2 separate regions of the Mus musculus genome follow, and region 1 is linked to region 2. Evidence: chromatin contacts called from public Hi-C data. All regions are on one chromosome and are shown on one strand. The core of a region is the stretch at or near the end of the contact, and the rest is flanking DNA. Distances in the headings are between cores, read along the strand shown. Region 1 has its middle 20 kb from the start of Lsm11. Region 2 has its middle 14 kb from the start of F630206G17Rik.

Region 1 (5,802 bases), core at 3,093-5,592, 130 kb after region 2:
AATGTTGGTGATGTTCACGCACCAAATTCTTTCAGCCTCTTTTCGTAGCCACATAGAAAGCTTCTCTTGCTGAATTCAATGTCTAGCTGCTGACACTGCTTCCTGCTCCCTCTGTCCCTCTGGCAGGTATGTCCATACACACACACACACACACACACACACACACACACACAATGATGAAAATCTTCTGTGTCCAACTTCTGTGCCACATGTTGGGCCTTCTGAGAAGCAAAAGGGATCCAGCCCTCCACTTGGAGGTTGAAAGCTGAACAGTCATGTTGTCCCCTCCTTGAGAACTGAACGGTACTGAGGAGCCAGGTCTCGTCTGCTACATAGGGAGGGAACACCCAACTCCAATATCCAACAGTCATAGCTACAGGAATCCCAACTGTGTTTGGCTATACCACTAATACAGTGCTCAAAGAGCACAGAGCCAGGCGTGGGGACAGCCTGTCACTGTACTTCCTCTCCACTCTGCCTATGGTTGGTTTAAGGTAGCTGTGTTTTGAGGAATTCTAGGAAGCTTTTAGAAGCCTTTCCCCCCCCCCCCCCCTTTTTGGTGTGTGAGGGAGGAAACCTGGCTCTTTTCTGTGTCTTTGGATGACATCACAAGTAGAGGTGGTATTTTTGAACCAGGGCAGCCACACTGAGACCACAAGGTAGAAGGCAAAACAAACAAACAAAAAGATCAATTAGACACACTGTCCCAAGTCAAGCCCGGCTATTGCTTCGTTTTCGAACTAGTTATGGAAACTGGACCTCTTAACGGGTGAAATGGCTATCATTTGACTGCTCTGCTACTTGAGGCTTCTAGCATCCAAACAGGGCCATATGGGTCAACCATAAAGCTAGAAACCCTTGAGGGACAAATGAAAGGGCTAACTGAATTGTCCGGGTGAGAGCAGGGGTTCTTCTTCCTCTTCTTCTTCTTCTTCTTCTTCTTCTTCTTCTTCTTCTTCTTCTTCTTCTTCTTCTTCTTCTTCTTCTTCTTCTTCTTCTTCCTCCTCCTCCTCCTCCTCCTCCTTCTTCTTCTTCTTCTAATTCTTCTTCTAATTCTTCTAATTCTTCTTCTTCTTCTAATTCTTCTTCTTCTTCTTCTTCTTCTTCTTCTTCTTCTTCTTCTTCTTCTTCTTCTTCTTCTTCTTCTTCTTCTTCTCTCCTTCTTCTTCTTCCTTCTCCTCCTTCCTTCTCCTTCCTTCTTCTTTTTACTCCTCTTCCTCCTTCTTTTTTAAAGATTTATTTATTTATTTATTTATTTATTTATTTATTTAATGTAAGTACACTGTCACTCCCTTTAGACACTCAGAAGAGGGCATCAGATCCCATTACAGATGGTTGTGAGCCACCATGTGGTTGCTAGGAATTGAACTCAGAACCTCTGGAAGAGCAGTCAGTGCTCTTAATGGATATGTTTCTGAACCATGGCCTTGTAAAAGGAAAGGAAGAGACAAGAGGGTGAAGGCAAACCTGAGGTCTTATAGTCAGAGAGTCCACAGGACATGCCGGTTGGTCGGTCAGTCAGTCATTTGGTCCTCCGCCGGTTTGTTAAGTGTTTCCTAAGCTCCCGGCACACTTCCATGCATTCGTTATTCGGTATCTCATGGGACAATTTCAGCCACGGACCACTGTGAAGTACGATCAACTGTCACTAGGATTGAACTGGGTTTCATTTCTCAAGTCAAAGCCAGCAGCAGCTCCCAAGCCCAGTGGGTGGAAGCCTGCCAGTCCCTCCTAAGCCCCCAGACTGCCTAAGAGAGCACAGATTAGAATAAGGCTTTCTGGGTTCTGCTTCAAAGCACACACAGAAAATACTTAAGTTACACAGTACGGTGAACTGGAAGGGGCCTGAGATATATGTATGGGAGCTGGCAAAAACCTCAGTCCCTCCCTCCTCTGTTTGTTTCACACAGTCTCTCTGTGTGTGGCCCTGGTTTGCCTGGAGCTCACACTACGTGGCCAGTGTGGCCTCGAACTCACAGAGATCTGCCTGTCTCTGCCTCCCTAGTGCTAGAATAAAAGGCCTGTACCATGCCTGGCAAGTACTCTTAATATTATACAAGAAAATCAAATAGCCAGGTGTGGTATGTGTCTGTAATTCAAGTCCAGTGAGCTGAGGCAGAAGGACCAGAAGTGAGCTGAGGGTGGAAGCTAGCTAGTGACCAGAAGAACAAAGAGTTGAGCAGCAAACACATCCACTTGGCATGTTTACACGTGCTTTAGCAGCAGCTGGGGGGTGGGCTATATAAGAAATTACTCGGGCTACAGAGATGGCCCAGTGGTTAAGGGCACTGACTGCTCTTCCAAAGGTCCTGAGTTCAAATCCCAGCAACCACATGGTGGCTCACAACCATCTGTAATGGGATCTAATGTCCTCTTCTGGAGTGTCTGAAGACAGCAACAGTGTACTCATATAAATAAAATAAATAAATAATTCTAAAAAAAAAAAAGAAATTATGCAAAGGTTTTAGACAGTGGGGGGTGGGGGTGGGACAGAATCTGTGACGTTGGAGAAAAAGGTGCTTTGTAAAAGAAGCCTTGGGTTTGTTCCAACTTAATAGCTGCTCAAAAGTGACTTCCAGAAAGGCCTTTGGTGTGGAGATCCCTGCAAGGATAATCATTTTATCTGGCATGACTATGAAACTTTCAGGCCCCTGGTCCTGAGCGTCCCCACCGTGGCAAGTTGCTTTTAATTTAATTTATTTATTTTTGAAGCAAATGCTTCCTAATACAGTCTTTGCCGATGGCTTCTGATTCCTGTCCTGTGTTACACAGCACACGCCGACTCTACATCTACGTTTTACAACAGTGGCAAGCACAGGAGCTGTTTAGAGCTGGCTGGAAGATGAAGGCTTTATTCTGAATAATTACATGTGCTATACATGACCCGGGGCAGATTTCTCAATTTTCCTCTCTCGGCTCCTTTTTAAGTCAAAGTTAAAAAGCAAGCCAACTTAAAGGAAAACAACAGCTAAATAGATATGGGGCAAGAGGTGTGCTGGAGACCAAGGCAGAAACTCTGAAGTCGCCATGAGTTACCTGAGTGTGTGTTGAGGGTGGGGGCACATTGGGCCATGCAGTCACAGGAAAGATGATGTAAGCACTTGCTTGGATTTCTGACAGTGATGATAACTGGTGACAAGCCATCCTGGTGACCAGTTAGCTAATGTGTGAGCTGCTGCTTGCTGCCACCGGCGTGTACTTTCCACGTGACTCTAATTGGCCCACACAGGAGTGAATCTGTGACCCTTCCCTCATTAGCCACATGCTCAGACCAGCTGAGCTAGCTCTCACTGGGTCACTGGGGTCTCGTGTAGGAAATTACCATTCCAGTGCCCCATGGCCCTTTTGTAACCCCAACTAATGAATGTCCCATGGAGCCTAATGTCCTTCCTGGGGAAGCACGGGGCTCTACTCGCAGCATATGTGATCTTCTGAAGGTTTAACCCAGGAAGAGCCAATTGAGGGAGCACAGAGAATTTGGGGGAGCCAAGGAACACATGCATGCTGAGAGAAAGGAGGCCACGGTGCCAGTGTGGTGGATCTGGTCTCAAGGTAAAAAATGTAGAAAACTACAGAACATCACACAGCAAGTTCAAGTGTAAAGGGCACCAAGGGTGTGCTCTGTCGGCTTAGCAGGATACATCACCAACGCTTTAAGATTGATTTTTATTTATGTGTAAGAGTCTGTGTCGGCCATCGGATGCTCTGCAGCTGGAGGTAAAGATGCTTGTGAGGCACCGACACGGTTGCTGGGATCTAAGCTCTGTCCTCTGAGGGCCTGTAAGCACCTTAACCACTGAGCCATCTCTCCAGCCCCAACTGCCAGCTTTTAAAGATGAAAATGGTGTGTGCCTATTTTAGAGATGAGGAAACTGAAGTGATTCCTGAGAGCCAAAGACCCTCGCAGGAAATAAGTTCACTATGAAATACAGAGGATGGAGCTTTGCTGTAGCAGGCTGCCTCACTACAGGCCGGGAGCAATGGGCTAATCACAGGCAGGAACCTCCAAAATTAGGGGTAGGATAAACCTTTCTCTTTACAAGATATATATAAGCATTGATACCCGAAACCCCCGATCCCGTTGCTTGGCTGTTCCAATCTAACACAACAGGTTTCCTCTGTTCATTATAAATGCCCGTCTGACTCATGAACATGTCTGCATCCAGTTCTGGAGTGGTCACTCCACTCAGTAGCAACCATTGCCACACCTGGGCTTTCACAGGGCGCTGCAGACTGTATCTATCATTTCAATTGTTTCTGTATTGTTTCAATTGCGGGAGAAACAAGGGATTCCGTACAGCAGTGCAGGCACAGTCTCCTGCCAGCAGGGGGAGATAGTGACCGACACCCTGAAGTAAGGGATACTGGGAAACACTTCTCATTCTTTTCTAAGGTCATTTCCCTCCCTGACTGACAGCAGCTGCGCTGGCTGAGCTTAAGAATACAATCCACGACAACCCACATTGCCATGGGGTGGGTCGCAGCTGATTTTTTCCCTTGATGTCAAAGCTTCTACATATTTAAGTATGGATCGCTGCCTGAGACATGGGTCCTTCCAAGAGCTAGCGAAGCAGTTTTCTTTAACCCACTGCCACCTAGTGGCAACTGAGCAGACTGAGAAAGATACTTAGTTCTATCCAAGACTAGCCGGCAAGGATTCCACCCCCCCCTCCCCCCAGTTCTTTCTTATCCTACTCAGGAAAACCAAGGTAAAGATAGATATATTTACTTATGGGTTTTCCATACCCTGGATAATGAGGTATGAAACAAGGGAATCGTGGGCCTTGCCTCGTCCTCCCCTTTTGTGGTGGTTAGGCATTTACAAATGCAGTTGAGCCCAGGTTAACCTAGGTCTATTAGAACATGCCAAGTTAATGTGAGAAAGAATCAGGAGAGAAAGACAGAGAGACTGGGGGGGGGGGGAAGAAAGCGAGAGTGAGCCAGGGGTTTGCCCAGGCTAGACAAGCACTCTACCACCAAGCTATACTGTCCTTAGAGCTTTAGAGATTGGATCTAGCTATGTAGCCTAGGCTAGCTTCCGATTCCTGACTCTCTCCAGTGTGCTGAGATGGCAGATGCATGCCATGTCCAAACCAGAGTGACTTGCTTATTTGTCTGTCCTACTGGGTACCGAGAAAGCTCACAGGAGAGATTAAGTCACCGACGTGGCAAGCCCTCAGGCCACCCAGCTTGCTTTCATGCAGAGGGAAGCTGTGACTCGTTCACAGATATCTGGAAGCCTCTAAGGATAAGAATTAATGGTGACTTCACCAGATCATGAGGAGAATGGACTAATGCCAGTGAAGGCCAGGCAGAAGAAGTCCATAGGGCGATTAGTGCAGCTCAGAGTTGGGAGAACTCAAATTTAGGAGAACAAAGGTGCCTGGAGGATGGGACTCCAGAGATGTGCTTTGGTATCAAAAAGGCCCAAGATCACAACAGCAGGACTGCAATTAGCTAAAGCTTGTTTATTTATTTATGTGTCTGTGTGTGTGTGTGAGCACACACATTTGTGTGCATTTATGTCCATGCTTAGGGCACTAGATGTTCTCCTTCACCCTCCCCCTTTGATTTGAAGTGGGGTCACATCCCTGAGCCTGGCTAGAAGCCAGTAAGCGCCCTCGTCTCTGCTGCCCACCATGGTTTACACCTGGGGTTACAGGAATTGTGGGATGCCTGACTTGCTACCTGGTGCATGGATCTGAACTCCAATCCTTAGAACGGTGTAGCTCTTAGCTGTTGAGCCATTTCTCCAGCCCCTGCTTGTAATAATTTCACTTTCTAGATGTGTGTCTTCTCTTG
Region 2 (5,726 bases), core at 2,739-5,238:
GCTTGCCAACCAATCTAGCCAAATCAGCACAATCTGGGTTCAGTGAGAGACTCTGTCTCAATAGTAGCGGTAGTAGCAGCAGTAGTAGTCGTCGTCGTAGTAAATAATGATCATAATCGCAATCTGGAGAGCAATTGAAGAAGACATTGAATATTAGCCTCTGGCCTCCATATGCACGACACATGTGCTTGCATAACGTACATAAAGACACACAAAAAGAAACAAAATTCAAGGTGGGTTAAGGAGGTTTCATTTCTTTTATCTTCCATTCGTGCTCCCTTATCCAATCAAACCACCTGTAAAAGATTCCTGAGTATTTACAGACAAGCAAACGGGTGTGAAGGAAGTCTAAATTTTTAATTGTAAGTTTTGTGGGGAAAAATTAATATTTAATTATTTATTAAATTTCATGTGTTTGAGTGTTTTGGTTACGTGTTTGCCTGTGCATCACACATACATGGCCTGAGGAAGCCAGAAGAGGGCATTTGGTACTCAGGATTTGGTGTTACAGTTACTAGCTACCATGTGGGTGCTGGGATTCAAGCTCCAATCCTCTGGAAGAGTAGCCAATAGTCTCAACCACTGAGCCATCTCTTTAGTCACATCCCCTTCCCAAAATTCTTAATGTAAATTTAAGCATAAAAGCGTACTAATGGGCTGGAGAGATGGCTCAGTGGTTAAGAGCACCGACTGCTCTTCCGAAGGTCCTGAGTTCAAATCCCAGCAACCACATGGTGGCTCACAACCATCCATAATGAGACCTGATGCCCACTTCTGGTGCATCTGAAGACAGCTACAGTGTACTTAGATATAATAATAAATAAATCTTGAAAAAAAAGCGTACTAATGCCACAAACTTTCTACTGAACAGCCATGAAAGATATTGACTGGGTTAAGTTATCATGACTGAGACATGTGTGGTTTTCATAACGATAGAGATCATGCAGTTTTGGAAAAATAGGTTGCCACCCCATAACTCAGAACAACAGAGGAAAGAGATGCATGAGATGGATACACACCCTATAGGTATAGATACACACCCTATAGGTAGCATATGTATTTCAAGGAAGTGGGTGCCTAAGTGTGGGAAGAACCATGGTCCAGTACGACAGACAGCTCTGTGGTAAAGCTAAGTGACTGGCAATGTGGTTTTTTAGAGCTACTGCTTTGACTAGTAGAAGTTAAAGAGTTGAAGAGTTTAATCTCCCTCCCTCCCACAGGTCTCCTTGAGAGCTTATTTCTGTTCTTTTGTTGGTTACAACCTCTGAAAACCTACCAGCCAAGTGGTCCAGCAGCAGATGTGTGACATAGCTGTCTCTTCGTTCGAGTCTCTTCATTGAGTTTGGCTAGGGTGAAATCGCTAAGTGAGTTTGTTCTGTGGTCTAATGGGAAAATTTAAAACCTGGCTATTCCAGATGGAAGCTGCTACCAACTCCAAGACAAAAGGCTGCCCAGGCACCTACATAAACAATGGTGGCTGTATCTTCATCCAGTTTAAAACACACAAAGTTAAGAGTGTCTTCATTCAGCAAGGAGAGAAGCTTATGAGCAGAGATGCAAGCCCTTGCCCAAAATGAATGAGCAAGAAGAGAACTTTGTCTGGATGTGAACCTAACCCCTAATCTGACTCCTTACTTCAATTCTCCTTACTATTCTCCGTGGTCTCTCTGAAGCCTGGACCTTGCTGAAATGGGAGAAGTGGGTATCTCTGAATGTGAAGGTGACAACTGACGTTTGTCTCAGGTATGCATAACTGGATCGAGTTAGCATGTGAGACACTCATGACCACACACATGTTACTGAGGTGACAGTTTGGTTTGGGCTTTTAATCTCTGAATCTCGAAGAGCAAAATTCACAGAGACAAATATGATGCACTTTTAAAGGACTGGAGGTTATTGTTTTATATTTTTTTCATGCCTTTTGCATGTATAGGTGCTTTGTCTGTACATAGCTTTGTAGATCTGGTGCTGCCAGAAACCAGGAGAGGAACTGAGATCCCCTGGAACTGGAATTAAGAAGGTTGTGAGCGGCCACGTGGGTGCTGGGAATTGAACCCAGGTCTTTCACAAGAGCAGCAAGGTCTTTTGACTGCTTACACGTCTCTCTAGGCCCTGAAAAAGAGCTTTGATTGTAGAGAAGATTTAACAAAGGCTTTGAGGGTGACAGAAACCAAGCAAAGCTCCAGATGGAACCAAGGAAGGATGGTGAGAAAAGTAAACCCCCTGTGGTACATGGGGGGTGGGGGGGAGTATGGAGTGGGGCACAAATGGGTTGCACTGGGCTTCTTCGTGTAAGGATTTTTATAGGACTTACAGTAGAAAATGAACAGACTGGGGTGATTTCTACTGAGATTGGTTAATTCTCTGAGCACCTTGAATATTGAGAGGATGGAGAGCCAACAAGCTCAAGACCTGTGCCCCCACCCCCTGTACCAGGGACAGGCTCATGTGCTGCACACATGCTGCTCCTGTCATTGGGAGAATGGCCATGCCTTGATGTCCTCACTCCCTCTCTGACTCATTTTGATAGCTAGTGACTTTCATTGTGTTCTGGCCATTAGACATGGCCAGCCCCGTCACTCACTAACCTTGAAGTACTGCTAGCTATAGATTTTGCCAGGGTCTCTTAGCCCTTAGCTAAACCACGTCCTCTTACCAGCTTGCAAATTTACTTTGACCTCGAACTGACTCTTACCATAGTTGCCAAGATTGTAGCTGCAGACTTTATTGAGTGCATCATAAGTAGCCCCCTCACTACTTATCTATGGAGTGGCCTGGAATACCCTTGTTAGATATCATCTTACTTAAAGCTTACACGGGGCTGTATAAGAAACAAGATATGTATAAGGGCAAAAAGAGTGATTCATCACTTCATGGGAGTCACCAACCATAGCCTGCAGACACTGCCTTCCCAGAACCTGCCTGCCCTCTCTCTTACCTGGTCAGCTTGACTCGTCCCCAGCTACAAGTCTTACTTTCCTTCCATGCTGTTACTGACCTTGCCCTTTAGCTCTCACATCTGGTCTCACAGTAACATTTCTTCAGAGCCCACAGCCAACGCTCCTTGCTCTGCTCGATGCCGTCAGGCAGTGACCTACTTTCAAGTTCTTTCTATGTTTAGAAATTGTCATAATCAAACTCCAGATGGGTGGTAGAAGGGAACACAGTTGGTCAAGTGCTTGTCCTGAGTTTGGTCCCCGGGACCCCACATTTCTATTGTGGTGTTGTTGTTGTTGTCGTTGTCATTGCTTAAAGCCAGATGTAATAGTCTCTATCTGTTTTATCCCGTGTGTGTGTGTGTGTGTGTGTGTGTGTGTGTGTGTGCGCGCGCGCGCGCGAGCGCTCGAGCAGTTGCAGATTTTTGTAATGGGGTGTGCACAAGCCACAATACATGTGGAAGCCAGAGAACAACCTCACTCCTGGGTCCTTGCCTTCTAAGGAATGAAGGGTCTCTTTTTTGTTTGCAGTGGCTTAAGCCAGGCTAGATGGGCAACAAGCATTCAGGAATTCTTCTGTTTCTATCCCTAGGAATATCAGGATTACAGACATACATGTACCACCACACCCAGCTTTGTGTAGGACTTAAACTCAGGTCCTCAAGCTCGCTGGGCAATTGTTCCCCTCCCTGTGCCACCTTCCATGCCTAATTAGAGATGGCTTCACAGTTAAGGATGCACGCTGCTCATGCAGAGGACCAGAGTTTGATTCCCAGTACCCATAGCACATACCAAGGGAATTTGCCGCCCTCTTCCGGCCTCTGCTGGCACTGCATTCATATGTACAAACCCACTCAGACAGTAGTTTCTTTAAAGTGTGCTGCTATGCTATGGTCTTATACATTTTGTCTATTTGGAGTTACTTGCACTATTATAGGTAGTGCTAATGAACACACCCAAGTAAATGTATTTTCCCTAGAACTTCATAGCCTTTCACAAAAACAAGTAATTTTCCATGTGGGCTAGAGGCATGTACACACCACCACCACTTCCTGCTCTCTTACCTCAGCTCTATTTCCTCCTCTGCTCTGATTACTGAACAAGATAGTACACAAGAAGTGCCTGACACATAAACAACTCCCAACTTATAGCAGTTAATATTCTGTCCCCTAGTTGAGGTCTTAGATACCATAACACCTAACTGAAGGCATCTCTGGCAACCGAAACCTGCAAAATACATCAACAGCCAAAGGCAAAACAAGAGCATCTAATTTGCCTTAGCATGCCTTCTCACACAGTTTCAGCCATGCAAGAGGTGCTCAGTCGAGGAGGCTCCATTGGTTGGTAGAGACTTTGCCTACCTAACGGGCATGATAGCCTGAGTTCTATCAACAGCACTTTACAAAGTGGGTTCTCAGCACACACCTGTAAGCCCAGCACTCAGGTAGTAGAAGCAGAAGAATCAGAAGGCCATCTTTAGCTACAAGATGAGTTTGAGGCCAGTCTATGGAACATGAAATCTTTCCTTGTAAAAATTAGCTTTGAAAAAATAGCTGAATACATGAGAAAGTGAATGTATCATAAGAGCACGGTCTCCTGACTTTAATTCATCCAGGCACAAAACCAACCTCAACTACCCTTATAAACATGGCCCACTCTGTTCTTTCGGAAGTGGCTGAGTACACCTCTCCTTTGTTTTGTTAACTGGCTGATCCACCTCAATTAAGAGACCAAAGCTTCCTCAACACATGGTTCAGTCACTGGCTGGCAGCATTTGCCAGACAAAAGCACTCTCCACTCTCCGTATTCTGCTAAGACTGCCATAGTCTCCAGTGTGGAAAGCTGACAGAGCAAGCAGCTCATTATTCCCCTGCTCAGATGAGGAAACTGACGTTCAGGAAGAATTAATTTGTCCAAATTCTCTAGAGGAGCTTGCAGGGGACAAACGACCTCCACAGCTTCCTTGGCTCTAAGACTCGGTCTGCAATCTCTCTTCCTGTGACCCTCAAGGTACCAACAGGTTTCGTTGCTATGGTTACCGTTGGCATCCATAGCATCCATAGGCGACTGTTTTCACTTCCCTCCCAGATCCCCTGCTGGCTCTGCTGAACTGAACCTTGGAATTCTGACAGCAGAGGGGGCTGCTGAGCCAAACCCAAACTCTCCCAGCATGCCTGGCTCCTTCCCATCCTGAGTTCTGAGAAGTTCCTCAGGTCTCTGAGGCCAAGCAGAACAAAAAACCTCTGGAGATCTGTAACATGAAATATAATCCCAGACCAGCATGTGCTGTGGCCTTTTGCCAGTAACAACTTGTCTCCCCAGGAAAGTCCCTGCCAGGAAATGTTTTTTAAAATATATATATACATATCTAGCAGGGGTTCTCAAACCTGGCTGTACACCAGAAACCACTGGGCTGTTTGGTTTTGTTCATTTGTCTGACTTTCTTTTTTTGTTTGTTTGTTTTGTTTTGTTTTGTTTCTTTCTTTCTTCTTCTTCTTCTTTTTTTTTTTTTTTTGAGTCAGGGTCTCATTCATACAACCCAGGCTGGCCTCGAACTTGTTGTGTCACCAATTGGTGACTTTTAAACTCTTGATCACCTTGCCTATACCCAGCCACTAAACCCAGATTGTGTGTTTTTTTTTTCCTTTTCCATTTTTTATTAGGTATTTAGCTCATTTACATTTCCAATGCTATACCAAAAGTCCCCCATACCCACCCACCCCCACTCCCCAACCTACCCACTCCCCCTTTTTGGCCCTGGCGTTCCCCTGTACTGGGGCATATAAAGTT

Evidence for each region. A called contact is a pair of places that touch in the nucleus more often than the background predicts.
Region 1: a Hi-C map of uterus shows a contact between it and region 2, with 5 times the contacts expected there. The contact joins two enhancer-like sites. A contact is called at or near these places in 1 of 15 datasets of contacts at CTCF or cohesin (embryonic stem cells), 23 of 484 Hi-C or Micro-C datasets (the HL-1 cell line, the N1E-115 cell line, embryonic stem cells and 4 more) and 3 of 115 datasets of contacts at active chromatin or transcription factors (bone marrow-derived macrophages and embryonic stem cells).

Annotation. Positions count from the first base shown.
Region 1 is chr11:45,922,404-45,928,205 of GRCm38.p6, forward strand. No RefSeq gene overlaps it. Among named protein-coding and RNA genes, the nearest start is that of Lsm11, 20 kb to the right of the region's middle. Within about 2 kb of position 4,343, at least 112 of the 459 cell types and tissues checked have an H3K27ac peak or open chromatin away from gene starts, as enhancers often do. A contact at or near this core is called in uterus, where this site is marked.
Region 2 is chr11:45,790,798-45,796,523 of GRCm38.p6, forward strand. No RefSeq gene overlaps it. Among named protein-coding and RNA genes, the nearest start is that of F630206G17Rik, 14 kb to the right of the region's middle. Within about 2 kb of position 3,989, at least 59 of the 459 cell types and tissues checked have an H3K27ac peak or open chromatin away from gene starts, as enhancers often do. A contact at or near this core is called in uterus, where this site is marked.